Regions from separate parts of the Sus scrofa genome. Here regions 2 and 3 are each linked to region 1. The links are chromatin contacts, called in public Hi-C and HiChIP or PLAC-seq maps. All regions are on one chromosome and are shown on one strand. The core of a region is the stretch at or near the end of the contact, and the rest is flanking DNA. Distances in the headings are between cores, read along the strand shown. Region 1 has its middle 430 kb from the start of IRS1. Region 2 overlaps IRS1 (insulin receptor substrate 1). Region 3 overlaps LOC106506385 (a long non-coding RNA gene).

What was found. Hi-C and Micro-C count contacts between places; a contact is called where the count stands out from the background. HiChIP or PLAC-seq counts read pairs in DNA pulled down with a chosen protein or histone mark.
Region 2: a Hi-C map of skeletal muscle shows a contact between it and region 1, with 7 times the contacts expected there. The contact joins two enhancer-like sites. A contact is called at or near these places in 1 of 47 Hi-C or Micro-C datasets (skeletal muscle) and 1 of 2 datasets of contacts at active chromatin or transcription factors (skeletal muscle).
Region 3: a contact with region 1 is called in an H3K27ac HiChIP or PLAC-seq map of skeletal muscle, with 4 times the contacts expected there. The contact joins two enhancer-like sites. A contact is called at or near these places in 1 of 47 Hi-C or Micro-C datasets (heart right ventricle) and 1 of 2 datasets of contacts at active chromatin or transcription factors (skeletal muscle).

Annotation. Positions count from the first base shown.
Region 1 is chr15:127,877,598-127,882,341 of Sscrofa11.1, forward strand. No RefSeq gene overlaps it. Among named protein-coding and RNA genes, the nearest start is that of IRS1, 430 kb to the right of the region's middle. Within about 2 kb of position 2,339, at least 3 of the 83 cell types and tissues checked have an H3K27ac peak or open chromatin away from gene starts, as enhancers often do. A contact at or near this core is called in skeletal muscle, where this site is marked.
Region 2 is chr15:128,267,842-128,272,585 of Sscrofa11.1, forward strand. The region is part of intron 1 of IRS1 (insulin receptor substrate 1); the gene reads right to left. Among named protein-coding and RNA genes, the nearest start is that of IRS1, 37 kb to the right of the region's middle. Within about 2 kb of position 2,585, at least 31 of the 83 cell types and tissues checked have an H3K27ac peak or open chromatin away from gene starts, as enhancers often do. A contact at or near this core is called in skeletal muscle, where this site is marked.
Region 3 is chr15:128,192,438-128,197,181 of Sscrofa11.1, forward strand. It overlaps LOC106506385 (a long non-coding RNA gene), which reads right to left. Exons shown (of 4, transcript XR_001301650.2): 2 at 1,590-1,682; 3 at 790-990. Among named protein-coding and RNA genes, the nearest start is that of IRS1, 110 kb to the right of the region's middle. Within about 2 kb of position 2,699, at least 1 of the 83 cell types and tissues checked has an H3K27ac peak or open chromatin away from gene starts, as enhancers often do. A contact at or near this core is called in skeletal muscle, where this site is marked.

The DNA of each region.
Region 1 (4,744 bases), core at 1,089-3,588:
TAACATAGCATTGGGAAAAACTATAATTATTGTTGTGTAGTCCTTATGAATGTGAACTGTTTCTGTCTTTCTCTTCTGAGTGGAATAAAAAAGAACGCACTCACCAAATTAGTGGCCGTATGCAATCTACCTTAGACCTTATAAATTTCTAGCAATGATACCACACCCAATACAGCAGCTGTCATTGAGCTATTTGAGTGTTTGTGGTAGTCTATAGTCATTCTTCAGGATTCATTCAGTTTCTGCAGGGTCCAGAATGATGAACTACATGAAACTTGACGGATGAATGGATTAGGAGATGTGGTACATGTATACAATGGAATGCTACTCAGCCATAAAAAAGGATGAAATAATGCAGTTTGCAGCAACATGAATTCAACTAGAGATTCTCACACTAAGTGAAGTAAGTTATAAAGAGAAAAACAAATACCATATGACATCACTTACATGTGGAATCTAAAATATGGTACAAATGAAACGATCCATAAGATAGAAACATACTCACAGAATTTTGGTTGTCAAGGGGGAAGGGGAGGGAGTGGGATGAATGAGGAGTTTGGGGTTAGTAGATGCAAAGTATTACATTTAGAATAGGTAAGCAATGAGATTCCACTACACAGCACAGGGAAGTATCCAATCTTTAGGGATAGAACATGATGGAAAAAAGTATGAGTAGAAGAATGTATATATGTGTGTGACTGGGTCACTATGCTGTACAGCAAAAATTGATACAACATTGTAAATCAACTACACTTTAATAAAAAATACATTAAAATTTAAAAGGACATGATGGAGAGAGAACACTATCTTTTAGGTCTTTAATGGTGGCATTAAACTCCACCATTCCGTTGGGCTGTATGTTATTTTGACTTATCCTCAAGGTGGAGGATGGGAAGGAGCAGGAATGTCCCAGCTCTGATCTTCCTGCTATGCACAGTCATTGGCTGATAACAGACCAGGGAAAGCATGGCTACGGTAAGGTCAATCCAAATAGCAGCAGCTGAGGCTGTCTGCCAATGACTCTTTGTAGGTTCTCTCAAAGGGAGAATTGAATTACAGCTCTGTCACCATCTCAGCTAGATCAATCTACATTTATACATTGATCTCTACATCTAAATATGTAACACCTCACCGTACACAATTAGGATTTACCCCAAGAATTCAATATATTTATTCACGCTAGGAGATATTTTAGTAGAATTCATCAAATTACCAGGTTGGCATTGGGGGAACATATAAGCAAATCAAAAGATGGCAATGGTTTTATTTTGAGGTGCTTTTATGCCTATTCAAAATTTTCAACATGCAAATTTTTTGCAATTGCATAGGAATTTTTTTTTTTTTTTTGGTCTTCTTAGGGCCACACCCCCGGCACATGGAGGTGCCCAGGCTGTGAGTCGAATTGGAGCTGCAGCTGCCAGCCTATACCACAGCCACAGCAACGCCAGATCCAAGCAGTGTCTGTGACCTATACCACAGCTCATGGCAATGCTGGATCCTTAACCCACTGAGCAAGGCCAGGGATTGAACCTGCGTCCTTATGGATGCTAGTCAGATTCTTTTTCACTTAGCCATGACAGGAACTCCAACAATTATTTTGAAAGAAAATTGAGAGACTTCTCTGCTCATTCTATAAATAAATAGCTTTGAGAACCAACTGATTATCATAATCTGACCATATTAAGAGCTTTGGCCAATCAGATCAATCAAGTCTCTCAAGTTTGTACAACTCCGTCATCCTCACCATAGCATGCCTGCCACGGGGCTACTTACATTTGCATCACCTCTGGAGTATCCCATCAGTTAAAGATAATGTGGAATGTTTCCAAGGACCCCCGTGTGGTTTCTTTCCCTCTGAGTGAGAATGGAAAGAGACATCGTAGTATCAAGAAGTCATCACATACTTTGAATAGCCAGGAACTCTAGAACCTGGACAGAGTTTCACACAGAAAATGAAAATACATTATAGATTTAATTTTATGTTCTGGAGTGTAGCAAACAATTTCTTTTAGGATGAGCTTTCTCCAAACACAGCAAGTTAGGAAACTTTCACACATAGAAACCAAGAGGACCCGGAATGCTCAACAAGCTGGGTACAAGCTGAGCCGCAAGAGCAAACTAAGCACATTTAAAAATAACAATAAGGATAATAAAGCTAATAATTATAATCTCCCTGGTGAGATAAAAGGTCACTGTGACCACCAGATTGCCATACCAGCTATTCTGCCTGGCATGATGCTTACTTGGCCCTTGTGCATTGGTAAGTCCAGAGCCAGGCTGCAGGCAGGCACCAGCCCAGGCTTCCATTTGCTTACCCTCCAGCAACTGCCAATGGTTCAGGTTGCAAATTTGTTTATATTTAGAAGAACAGGTGTGCGGCTCAGTTCTAAATCAAGTCAATGCCCTGCTGGTGTCATCTTGTTGCATTTCATGTAGCTGGAATAACTTAATTCGGAAAAGGGCAACACGACTACCCTAAGTAAGGGCTGCACCAAGTGTGGAGGGCTTTTACGTCATGACTTCTCTTCTTTTCAGATTCTGCTCACTGTCCCCTCTTTGAACAAACCTGCAAGGTTTTTTGTTTGTTTGTATGTTTGTTTGTTTGTTTGTTTGGGTACAGGTTGGTGGTTTTCCATGAGAAAAGAAATCAGAAGCCCTGGATTCAAATGAAGTCTCATTAGAAGACTGGATTATCTCTTACCTGTGACCATGGGCTGAAATCACAGGTCTTCAGTGGGCCCCCTCTTTAAAACACCAAGATTGTTGTAAAACTCAAATTCCATCATGAAGCAGAATGTTTCATAAGTGCTAAAGTACTCCAAAGCTGTAAAATATCATGATGCACATGAAAGATCCTTATGACACTAAATATGCTCTAGAAATGTAAACTAGTGGAATGGATGAACGTGTGCTGTGAGCAATGCTGTAAATGTCAGATCCATGACAGAATCCAAGACCAGGTGTTCTTGAAGACAGCAGCTTGGCAGTCATCGCCTTCAATTGTTATTTCTATTAATAATTCTAATGAGGAGTTCCTCTCGTGGCTCACTGGGTTAAGAACCTGACATAGTATCCATGAGGATGCAGGTTCGATGCCTGGCCTTCCTCCATGGATAAAGGGTTCAGCATTCCTGCAAGCTGCAGCTAGGTTGCAGATGCGATTCTGGTCCCGCATTGCTGTAGCTGTGGGGTAGGTCTCAACTGCAGCTCCCATTAGATCTTTAGCCTGGGTACTTCCATATTCCACAGGTGTGGCTGTAAAATGAAAAAAAAGAAAAAAGAAAAAAGAATTCTTATGAAAACATAATGTATAAGGAAGTGAGGACACTTGGTTATAATATAAAGTTATCCTGCTGGTGATGTTATCTCTGATACTTGTCCAGGCTTTCATCTCAGTTCTGTCCAGAGTAATTTGGGACATTGACACACCATCATTTTGTGGCATCCTAAACGAAGTAGGTACCAAGTAGAAGGCTTTTCACTGGAGAGGGGAAAGGAAATTTTGTTTCCTTTTTACTTCTGTTTATGTAGGATTATGTGTTATCAAAATTTATATTGATAAAATAATAAAATATTTTACAGAAAAAAAACCCCTTGCTTTTCCTAAAGTAGTTTTTTCATAAGTACTTATTTAAAAATTTCCTGTCTACCCAGTGCATCTTTGTCCCCATTTTATAGTGGATCTTCCACTAAGTAAGTAAACAAATGCAGATACATGCTTTCCCAAACACAAGTAACAGCATGAGCACCTGAAATGTACTTGACCTTGCTCCTGAATCATCTTTAACGTCAATTCAGTTGCTCTGAGATATAGGCAAGAAAAGTGTCACTCCAAATACATCAACGAAAAGGCATAAGAATCCCACCATCATAATATTCCAGGGGAAAAGCCAGGGGAGTTTCTCTAGTTCTCCTCTTCCTAGGACAGGAATTCCCCCTGCCATTTGTCTGGCCATGGATGCTGGCCAACCTCCACTTGGCCAGCCCTGCTCAGGGATTGGAGCGGCTTGAGGGATGTGGCCCCAGGCTCTTGCGCACAGCCCAACTTCCCAATTGCGTGTTTCAGTGACGTTCAAACAGCAGGTGCTAATCTATTACACCCTGGACAAGCCCTAATTTAGATCTCTCACTCTCACTCTCTCTCTCATATTCTCTCTCTCTCACTTTCTCTTTACAGTTTCATGGCTAGAAATCCATTGATGTTTTACCATGGTGTTTTACCACAGCTTTCCTTGTTATTGTCCCACAAATAAAAATACCCAACCAAGGTAATGACAGGTATAAAATAAGTTAGCTTTAAGGACTTTGTTTTTCAAGAGGTAAAACATATTTCCCTGGCCTATTTTTTTTAAAGCAGAGATGTAAAAAATTTAGATTATTTGAAAAGAGTATGTCATAAAAACGCATTTTATATAGGTCATAACAAATGGAGGAAGGACACTAATGAGGTTGATAGGAGTGGGAGGAAGGTGGTAGGGAGAGATTGAGGTGGAAAGATTGAAATAAATGGAGAGGGCAGAATAAAACAGAGGAGGTAAAAAACAAACAGAAAAAGTGAGAATCACACTCGAAGAGAGGAGGAAGAGAGCGTGAGAGAGAAGAATGGAAGAAAGGTGGGAGCAAGGAAGGAGGGAAGGAAAGAAGAAGGAAGGAAGAAAATAGGAAGTGAGGGAGGGGAAAGGGGGAGGGAGGGAAAGAGAAAGGACAGAGGAAAGAAGGAAAGGAAGGAAGGAAGGAAGAAGGG
Region 2 (4,744 bases), core at 1,335-3,834, 390 kb after region 1:
AAACTTCCTTCCCTAATTATTCACAGACTCAATCTGAGTTCAAAAAAGCATCCTTCAGTTTTCACGGCTCATGTGTGAAAGGTGTTTCATTTTGACCTTCACGGCACTGGTGGGTGATTGTCATATAAATGAAATGGCTTATTACTACACAAATAATCTGAAGTAATACTTGAAGAAATACAGACCAAAGTAAAAATATTTTGCATTGCTAGAAAAACCAACACTACCATTAGTCTACCACTATAACCAAACACACATGATGAGTACTTTTAAAACTATAAAAAAATATAAATGAAAACACTATACTTTTTTCAAAATATTAAACAGAACATGATACTATTTTTAGCCTAAATATTTTCTCAATATACAGTTGTGTATATTGGAAAAACGTGAAGTTTGAATGTCCAAGGTTGCATATTTAGACGTGGGTAGAAATTTTAGCTCCCATGGGGTTAAAGTTAAATTTTGATGTAATATAGAGATAATAACAATGAATCAGACTCTTACTTTGATCCTTTTTTTGGTTTCCAAATGGCTGTGATCATATACATATTTTCTAAGATACATTTATATGTACAAATTATATACTGCCAGAAATACAGATATGCAACAAAAAGAACATAATGTTTTATATGGAATAAGCAAAAAGGGAACGGTGGCAGGGAAGGGGCGGTTAAATTACCAGATGTAAATGGGAACAAGCCCACAATTAGCCAGACAAGACGAAGTCCAATGTAAGATGCCTAAAATGTCCAAGGAAGTAGAATTTTTGAAACTCTTCAGAGAGACACAGCAACGATCTTGAAGACGTGTTTATAAATTCTGTTAGCAAAAATGCTTAGTGCACATGACAAATTATTTTATCTGATAATTGTGGAATAAGGGAGGCTGGGCAATTATACATTCACTTCTGTTTGTGCCCAAAAGATGACTCATGGAGGCCCAATGGGAGATCCTGAAAAAAATAAGCCCTATTATCCAAAACTCCCTGTTTCAGTCGGGAGAAAAAGTATTACACAAGGCTGAAAGCACAAATAAAAGTCACAACTAGCAAGTAATATTCATTAGGCATCCATGCGGTTTTTCAAAGCCAAATCCAAATGCTTCTTTCTAAATGTGAGATAAAACTGCTGTATTTTTTAACAAGGCAATGCTGTTAAATGGAAAAGTTCCATTTTCCATAAAGCCAAATACTTTGACCAGAGGAAACCTCTATGGAGATCTGGGACAAATGAACTTCTAAACATGGTACCTGCATTTAATAAAGAGGCAAATAAGTACTGGGTTCTTGAGTCTGAAGTTACAAAGGTTTTGACATCGCCAGCAAACCGTGGCAGCTGGCAAACATCCTGAACCATGAACCACCAAACAGCAGCTGAAGCAGGTCACATTCCAAACCTCTGTAGCATTTCCTACAATATAGTAAATGTTGATGGGCAGGGAAATTTATTTCCTTCAGAGGAGCAGAGAAGAGCTTATTTGGATCAGAGCAGATAGCAAATTTCAAATGTACTCAAAAAGTGAATGAAAAACAACATAGAAACTTTTTTTTTTTTTTTTGCAAAATTCATGCAAAGGCAAATAAAAACCATTTTTAATATAATTGAAAACATGCCACTCTCTTTACACTGGAGAAAACTCAAGAGAATCATACATCACAATAAAATGCAAGTGTATCATGAATCATGAAGCCATGAAAATACACTGAAATGTTTTGCCTCCAAGAACTCCACTAGAACATGTACATATAGGCTCAGATGAGAGAGAGAAGTCATTCGCAAAATAAGCCTACCCTCCCAACAAAAGCCTTTAATGTATGTGCATAAATTAAATTTGGGGTTGGTTTTTTGTTTGGGTTTTGGTGAGCTGTTTGGGTTTTGTTTTGTTTTTTTTCTTGGCACCGTTTGTTTTATTGTCTTTTGCCTTAAGATAAGATTCGCAGTTAACTTTAAAACCAAGATTCGATAAGTAGGTTTACCTAAAGGTTGCCTGAAATATTGTTTCAACAAAAAATAGCATTAAGAATCTCCTCTCTAGTCCCCGGAGTGGGCTGAAACACCCTGTTCGTTTATAAAACGTCAACAGAAGAGGATCTCAGGAACAGCAAAGCTGATGGTGTCCGGTCCACACTTCCCTACAAAGATAAGCAGTCACCCTTTTTTTCCCCCCCTTAATCTGCTGTGGCTCCATTAGTAAGCCCCTAAAAATGCAACCTGGCATTTACACTCTTGTCCATCTGGAATGTCTCTACGTCAGAGGAAAACCCTCTCCCCCCGTGAAAGATGAACAAGTACACAGCTGGTAGAGATCTGGGCACGCAGAAAGGAGCCCGCTTAAGCGGCCGCAGGCACATGGCTCCACGGCTAATCCCTCCGCACCCTCTTCTTCCCACTTTCAGATGAAGCTGGCAAGGAAATGAGCTGCGTTTGTAACCGAATTCTCTACTATTATCAGACACCGAACAATTCCTTGTTGAAAAGAGATTGCAAGGACAAAGCTTGAACACTCGCCATAGAAGCTGTCTGAAGTCCAAGGTGCTGTCTTTTACCGTCACTGGAAGCCTTGCAAGCACATATGCACAAGGTCTTGTGAAAGCCGCATTGTGAAATCTAATCCTGCCCCTCTGCCCCCCGCCCAGCGGCAGACTCACATATGGGCACTGCCGCGGAGATTCGGGAATTGCTGAGGTTTTCCACGCCGCTTCCATGAAAACCAATACTTCTAGGTTTCACTGCTGGCCCGCGATGTGAAGCTAAACTTAGAAATCAAAGCTGGGTTCTCTATCAAGCCGCACCACCTAGGTAGCTGTGGGCAGGAATGTGAACATCCAAACAATTCCAATTCCTAACTATGGGTTTTGATGAGCAAAGCTCGGCAATAAAACCCAACTCTCTAGATAATTTAACTACAACAACAGCGTAATTGCTCTGGAATGCTTTTGGTATTAAATTTGGCTTTTGTTGAAACTGAGGTTTTGACAGTACCACCACAGGGGGCGCTAGCTGCACCCTCATCTGTGCAAAACAGACCCCAGGTGCTGTGCCTTAAACAGCCCAGCTGGTTGTGGGTTTTATTAAATCTAAGCTAGTTATCAAGAGCTATACTAGAAAAAGCTGGACATTAATCCATTTTACCTCTGCTACTTCCTATGGAATTCTTCCCAACCACACTGGTCAACTGTCATTCCCAGTGACAAAGTTTTGCTTCTTATCAAAATTTACACCGAACGAAGGCTAATTGAGGTTTCAAAGAGCTTCCTCCCTCCCACAAAGCATCCTACACCGCAGATGATATAGGTTTTAAAATTGTGAAGAGGCATTCCCGTCGTGGCTCAGTGGTTAACAAACCCGACTAGTATCCATGAGGACGCAGGTTCGATGCCTGGACTTGCTCAGTGGGTTAAGGATCGGGCGTTGTTGCGAGCTGTGGTGTGGCATAAGCAGGAGGTACAGCTCGGATTAGACCCCTACCCTGGGAACCTCCATATGCTGCAGGGGCGGCCCTAAAAAGACACATACATACACACACATACACACACACACACAAAATTGTGAAGAGAACCAAGATTTTATAGGTAATTCAATAAATCTAAAATTCTCCAAATCCAAGGACTCTGCCCAAGAAGAGGCAGTTGACCTGGTTAAGCTCCAAATTGTGAATCTTGAAACTTAAATGACTATTTCATTAATGTCATTTGGAAATCATGACAGAGACATAAACATGGTCATGGATAACAATGCCACGTGACATTGCTTTCCATCCTAAACCAGAGGAATACTCAAGTTCCTTCTCGTTATTTTTAGCAAAGACACCCTGGTTCCTGGCTTGCACCAGCACTTCCTTCCGATTATCCAAAAAGCACTTAAGGCAAAAGTGACCAATCTATACAAAGGGCTTATCTGTAGCTCCACAACAATACAATCCCAGCTTACTACAGAAGCAGTCTAAATAAATATTAAAAGGCTCCTTAAGGCTTCCTACTATCTTCCAACAACTGGCAATCATTATTTTCCACAACGACATAGATTTGACTTTGGTTTGATTTATTAATCTAGTGAAGTGTTTAAAAATCTTGCCCTTAGTGAATAGAAGAATGCACTATTGACAAATATCATACCATAGCAGGTATGTGTAGAAATCTTTAAAAATGATACAAATAAATTTATTTATAAAACAGAAACGCACTCACAGACATGGAAAACAAGTTTATGGTTACCAAGGCGTAAGGAGCAGAGGAACCCAGGATAAATGAAATTTGGAGTCTGGGATTAACAGATACACACTACTAAATATCAGATAAACAACAGAGTCCTACTGTATAGCAGAGGGAACTATATGCGATATCTTGTAATAACCTATGATGGAAAAGAATCTGAAAAAGAAAAAATATATATATACACATGCATTATATATATATATATATATATATATATATATAAACTGAATTACTCTATGGTACACCAGAAACTAACACAATATTGTAAGCTAACTATACTTCGATTTTAAAAAAAAATGCACTATCACCATTTGAATGTGGCACCCTAACTTAGAATCAATGCCCAGAATTCTTTAGGAAGCCATTACATATGTCATATCATACCAGCAATTAAAAGACCTGTAACTCAGGCCTGCTGTGATATAACCATCTAAAATGCCATGAGACCATAGAAATGTAAAAAATGGTAAAGAGAAAAAAAAAATCACAATGTACATTTTGCCCACCATACTACCTAAAATTTCTACT
Region 3 (4,744 bases), core at 1,449-3,948, 320 kb after region 1:
TCTTAGGCAACACCATGGATTCTCATCGATAGGGTCAGGACACTGTGGATATTAGGTTTCAGAAGTCTTGGAAATAATTCATTGCTGACATTGGAAAATGATTGACCTTAATAAAAGCCAATCTCAAGTTGCTCCTGTAACAGCGAGAGTTCTAGTCACCTTTTTTTTTTTGTGGGAGAGAGCTGTGGATTGCGCTGGGAATAAAAGGTAGCCTAAGGCCTATTTCTCTAGGCTCCAGGCTCTTAATTCTTGTGATGGCAAAAACTTACAGGAGTTCCCTTCGTGGCTCAGCAGAAACAAATCTGACTAGTATCCATGAGGGTGCGGGTTGGATTCCTGGCCTCAATCTGTGGGTTAAGGATCCGGTATTGCCATGAGCTGTGGTGTAGGTCGCAGGCGAGGCTTGGCTCTGGTGTTGTTGTGGCCGTAGCATAGGCTGGCAGCTACAGCTCCAATTCGACCCCTAGCCTGGGAACCTTTTGGTGTCCCAGTACAGTCTGAGTGCATCCACGGAAAGTGTAGCACGTGGAAATGTCCATTAATCATACGAATAGACGAAGGAATGGGGAGAAGAGAACATTTAAAATGCCATCTACTCTTGATCAGTTTTACAATCAACCTGTGCCACATAAATCTAGAACTATCCATTCTAAGCATGACTATAAGAAATGGCCAATATTTGCATTTCTGACCCGCAAAAGTGGCAGTTTCCTTTGGTTCACGTTCAGACTATGCATATTGCATTAAAACAAGCTGGGGAAGAGAGCAACAAAAATCAGCCAATCCTACCTTACGAGCCGGCAACAGGGGAAGGAGGCTGCCCGAAATGTTTTCGTTTTGTTTTGGTTTGTTTTGTTTCGTCCCATTTTTAACCAAAAGGACTTCAACAATACACAGTGCTATAAATGCTTCCTTGTTTTTACCCATGTTTGGGTATATACATCTGAGAATAGCAGTGGAATTTCTTCCTTAGCTCTGGACCCTTCATCACTGTACAAAAACAAACAAACAAAAATGCATCAACAGAATGTAAGAATGGTTGGTCAAAGTCCTCTAGAAGTGGAAAGCTATTATTTTAAAGTTTCTGAGGAAGCATCTACCAGAGAGGAATAAATTATCCCTTCACTTGAACTTCTCTGCATTTCTCCATCAGTACAGGGTGCTATTATACCTGCCACTATAATTTGACCCCAAAATACAAAGAAACATGAGATAAAGTGCATGAAGGGTTTAGAAGAATGATTCTATTCTTTTCCTTTTTTTGTTGGGTTTCCATTCCTCAGGTTAATCTGATTGTTGTTTTTGCAAGGAGGGAATTCACCAAATACATTATAAATAAGCATTACCATGCTCAAAATCCTTCCGTATGGGAAGTTTTCTTTCCTTAATGCATTTACCTGTGTATGTAGAACCAGGTCGTCTTCCATTGCTAAGACAATAACAATTACTACTTCCAAACGAAGGTGCGACATTAAATAGTTTAAATGCTGGCAGCCTCTCTCTGCTTCTTTTTAATATTAAACTTCCACAGAAATGCTCAGTTCTTCAGCTCTTGCCTTTTAGTTAAAATCTACACATTGTGGACATACCTTAAACATGTTCTTGGGTGAAGGCTGATGAGGATCGGAACATGTATTAGGGGATATCGTTACCTGTCGACATTTCCAGAAGACTTCAATCCTCTAGGAGGAAGGGAAAAACATGCTTAATGCTTAATTGGTCATTCCTTGACTACTGAACAATAACCATGCCATGCATTTTTTTTTAAACACACCAGTGGCAGGGTTGGTTGTATGAGGCATGAGTCTGCATGGCTGCTGTAACAAAATGCCTCAGACTGGATGGTTTGACCAGCAGACATTTATTTCTCACGACAGAGTCCTGGAGGCTAGAAAGTCTAAGATCAAGGTGCAGCTGATTCAGTTCTTGACCAGGGATCTCTTCCTGGCTTGCAGATGGCTTCCTTCTTATGTCCTCACATGGTGGAGAGAGAGACAAAACTCTGGTGTCTCCTTCTCTTCTGATAAGGGCACTAACCCCATGGTGAGGCCCCTACCCACATGACCTCATCAAAATCTAATTACCTCCCAAAGGCCCACCTCCAAAGGCTGCCACTTTGAAAGTAAGGGCTTCAACACATGAACCTTGGCTGGGCTGGAATGGGGAGGACAGTTCACGCAGCATGAGTTAGCAACCCCACCAAAATCTTAAGAGTTCTAATTCATCTGAGAAAGCAGCTTTCTAGACATCTGAATTTAACAAATACTAATAAAATACAGAGACGGCCATTCTTAAACGAATGTCTTTAGTGTTCTAGACAAATCACCTCTTTGGTAAACTATGGCTACACACCAAGAAGTTTATATTACCTTTTCCTGTAGCATTTATATTTCCTTATCTTTTACTCATTCTCTCTTTTTTTTTTTAATAATTGGGTTTAGTGTGCTAAAAATAGCCCATGTTGCACTGTTTTTCCTTCTAGCTTCGTTACAAACTGATTTCTAATTGTCTTTGAGACTAGGAAATTCTCATGTGAATGCACTCAGCATATTTGACTGAAACTCAGGCATGCATTAATGCAACCTTGGATTGGGGGGGGGGGCATAGCTCTTGTGACCCCTTCAGCTCTGCCCCTCCATCCCTCCTTAGTCATACACCCTTTGGGGATTTATTTCTGCCCAGTGTACAATCTGGGTATTAAATGCTCTGAGTTGCTATAATTAAAGAGACTCTATTTTTAGTTACAAACTGTTTCCCTGAGATACATACAACTGCTCATTAATCCTGGGAGCCTTTTTCACAAAGCTTGTGTTCTCGACTTTTTTTTTTTTCCAATGCCCAATAGACTCATGAGGGAAAATACGAACACTGGTTATATTTAGTTTTCTCCTCAACCATGTCAAACCCTAAATTGAGAGGAAGTTATAAATACACTGCAAAAAAGTGTTCTCTCTTTCCTTTAAGCAGTATTTTAGTGCCCCCCAGGATTGTGGTGTAAAGGGCAGAGAGGAGCCTGTATTAAAATGAGAGATGAAGTAAATTAAACTTCAGCCTTTTGAAGGCGTTGTCCAGTCCGCGGGGCTGATCACACTCTGTGGCGTGGAAGAGTGTCTCAGACATAGTAGGCGTTTGTCCAATATTTATGGGGACCAGAAGGATTGACCACATGTAGCAGCTATGCAGAAAAGGCCCATTGCTTGAATGAATATAACATTTTGCCTAGTTGACCCTTTGAGAGCAGAGGGAATGTTCTCTGAAGCAAATTCCTTGAAGAGGTGAGCACTACAAAGCCACAAACCGTCCAACACCTTCCCAACAATGGATCCAGCCATCAATTTCAGTTTGCAAGTGGTCTCAGCGGCTTCCAGGGTGGTAGTGAGCTTTCACTTGCAAAGAGGCATTCCTGGGTTTGGAACTTCTAGCTTAGGAATGTTCTGATACCCGCTGCCAAGCAGTTGCCCCATGATCAATCCCATCTCTCTGCCTCCAGCTCAGAACCCATTTCCTAAGCTCTCTCGGGCCTGGTGACAAGTACCAGGAACCCATCTGACACCCTCTCAGGCACCTCTTCCATCCTTCTCAAAGGGCTCAGACGCAACATGACCCTCCACACCCGCTGTTTGCCACCTCTCACTGCAGTCTGGGGTGTGTTGTAACGTGAGGGCAGGGCTTGACAGTCAGGAGGCTGGCGTTTATATCCAGACTCATCTATTACATGGAAGGAGCCGAGGTAGTGCCTTAAGTGAAGTGTTTCATCTCTAAATGTTGATTCCCCTAGGTGAGGCATAGAGGAAACAGCCTACTCATAAGGCTGCTGTGAGAATTCCATGAACTAATTCATATAAATAATCTAGTTCAGTTCCCAGCCCTGGAAGGAAAGTCTGTGTAAGTGGAGACCATTGTTACTCACAAGTCTGTGAACTGCCCCCCCAGCATCATCATAAACCTGAACGTCTTCCTTTTCTCTCTTTCAACTTCTGTCCATCATGCAGTAATCTCTTTCCCCCTCTCCATTTTTCTTTCCTTCCTTCTCTTTGTCTTCCTCACAAATCAAAACAAGGCTATGAGTGTTTCCAAGAGCCATATGATTGATAAACCCACAGTCAAGAAAAGGGAAGCCATCAAAGTTCCCATCGTGGCTCAGCAGAAGTGAATCTGACAAGTATCCATGAGGATGCAGGTTCGATCCCTGGCCTTTCTCAGTGGGTTAAGGATCCAGCATTGCCACCAGCTGTGATGTAGGCTGCAGACATGCCTCAGACCTGGTGTTGCTGTGGCTGTGGCATAGGCCAGCGGCTACAGCTCCAATTTAATCCCTAGCCTAGGAACTTCCATATGCTGTGGGTGCAGCCCTAAAAAGACAAAAAAAAAAAAAAAAATAAATAAGAAAAGGGAAGCTATCAATCTGAAATAAAATATCTGAAGTGAAAATAGGACGGGGGTTAATAACTGCAAACACCCTTAACAATAAGTCCAGCATATCCCAAATAACTCTTCAGAATGTTCCCAGAAGTCTCCCAATACTTCTAAGTTTAATCTGCTTTTTTTTTGAGCAGTCGACACTTCAGAACAAAGCAAAACCAAAAGTTGTTTTTTTTTTTAACTTTTCAAACTTCAAACATATTTTTGGAGAGTGGCATCAAATAATGAATACTCATATTTTGATCTGGGTTTCCATTAACAACAAGTACAACAGAAGTCTTTTCTAATATTTTTTGCTGCAAACACACCATCACTGACTCCA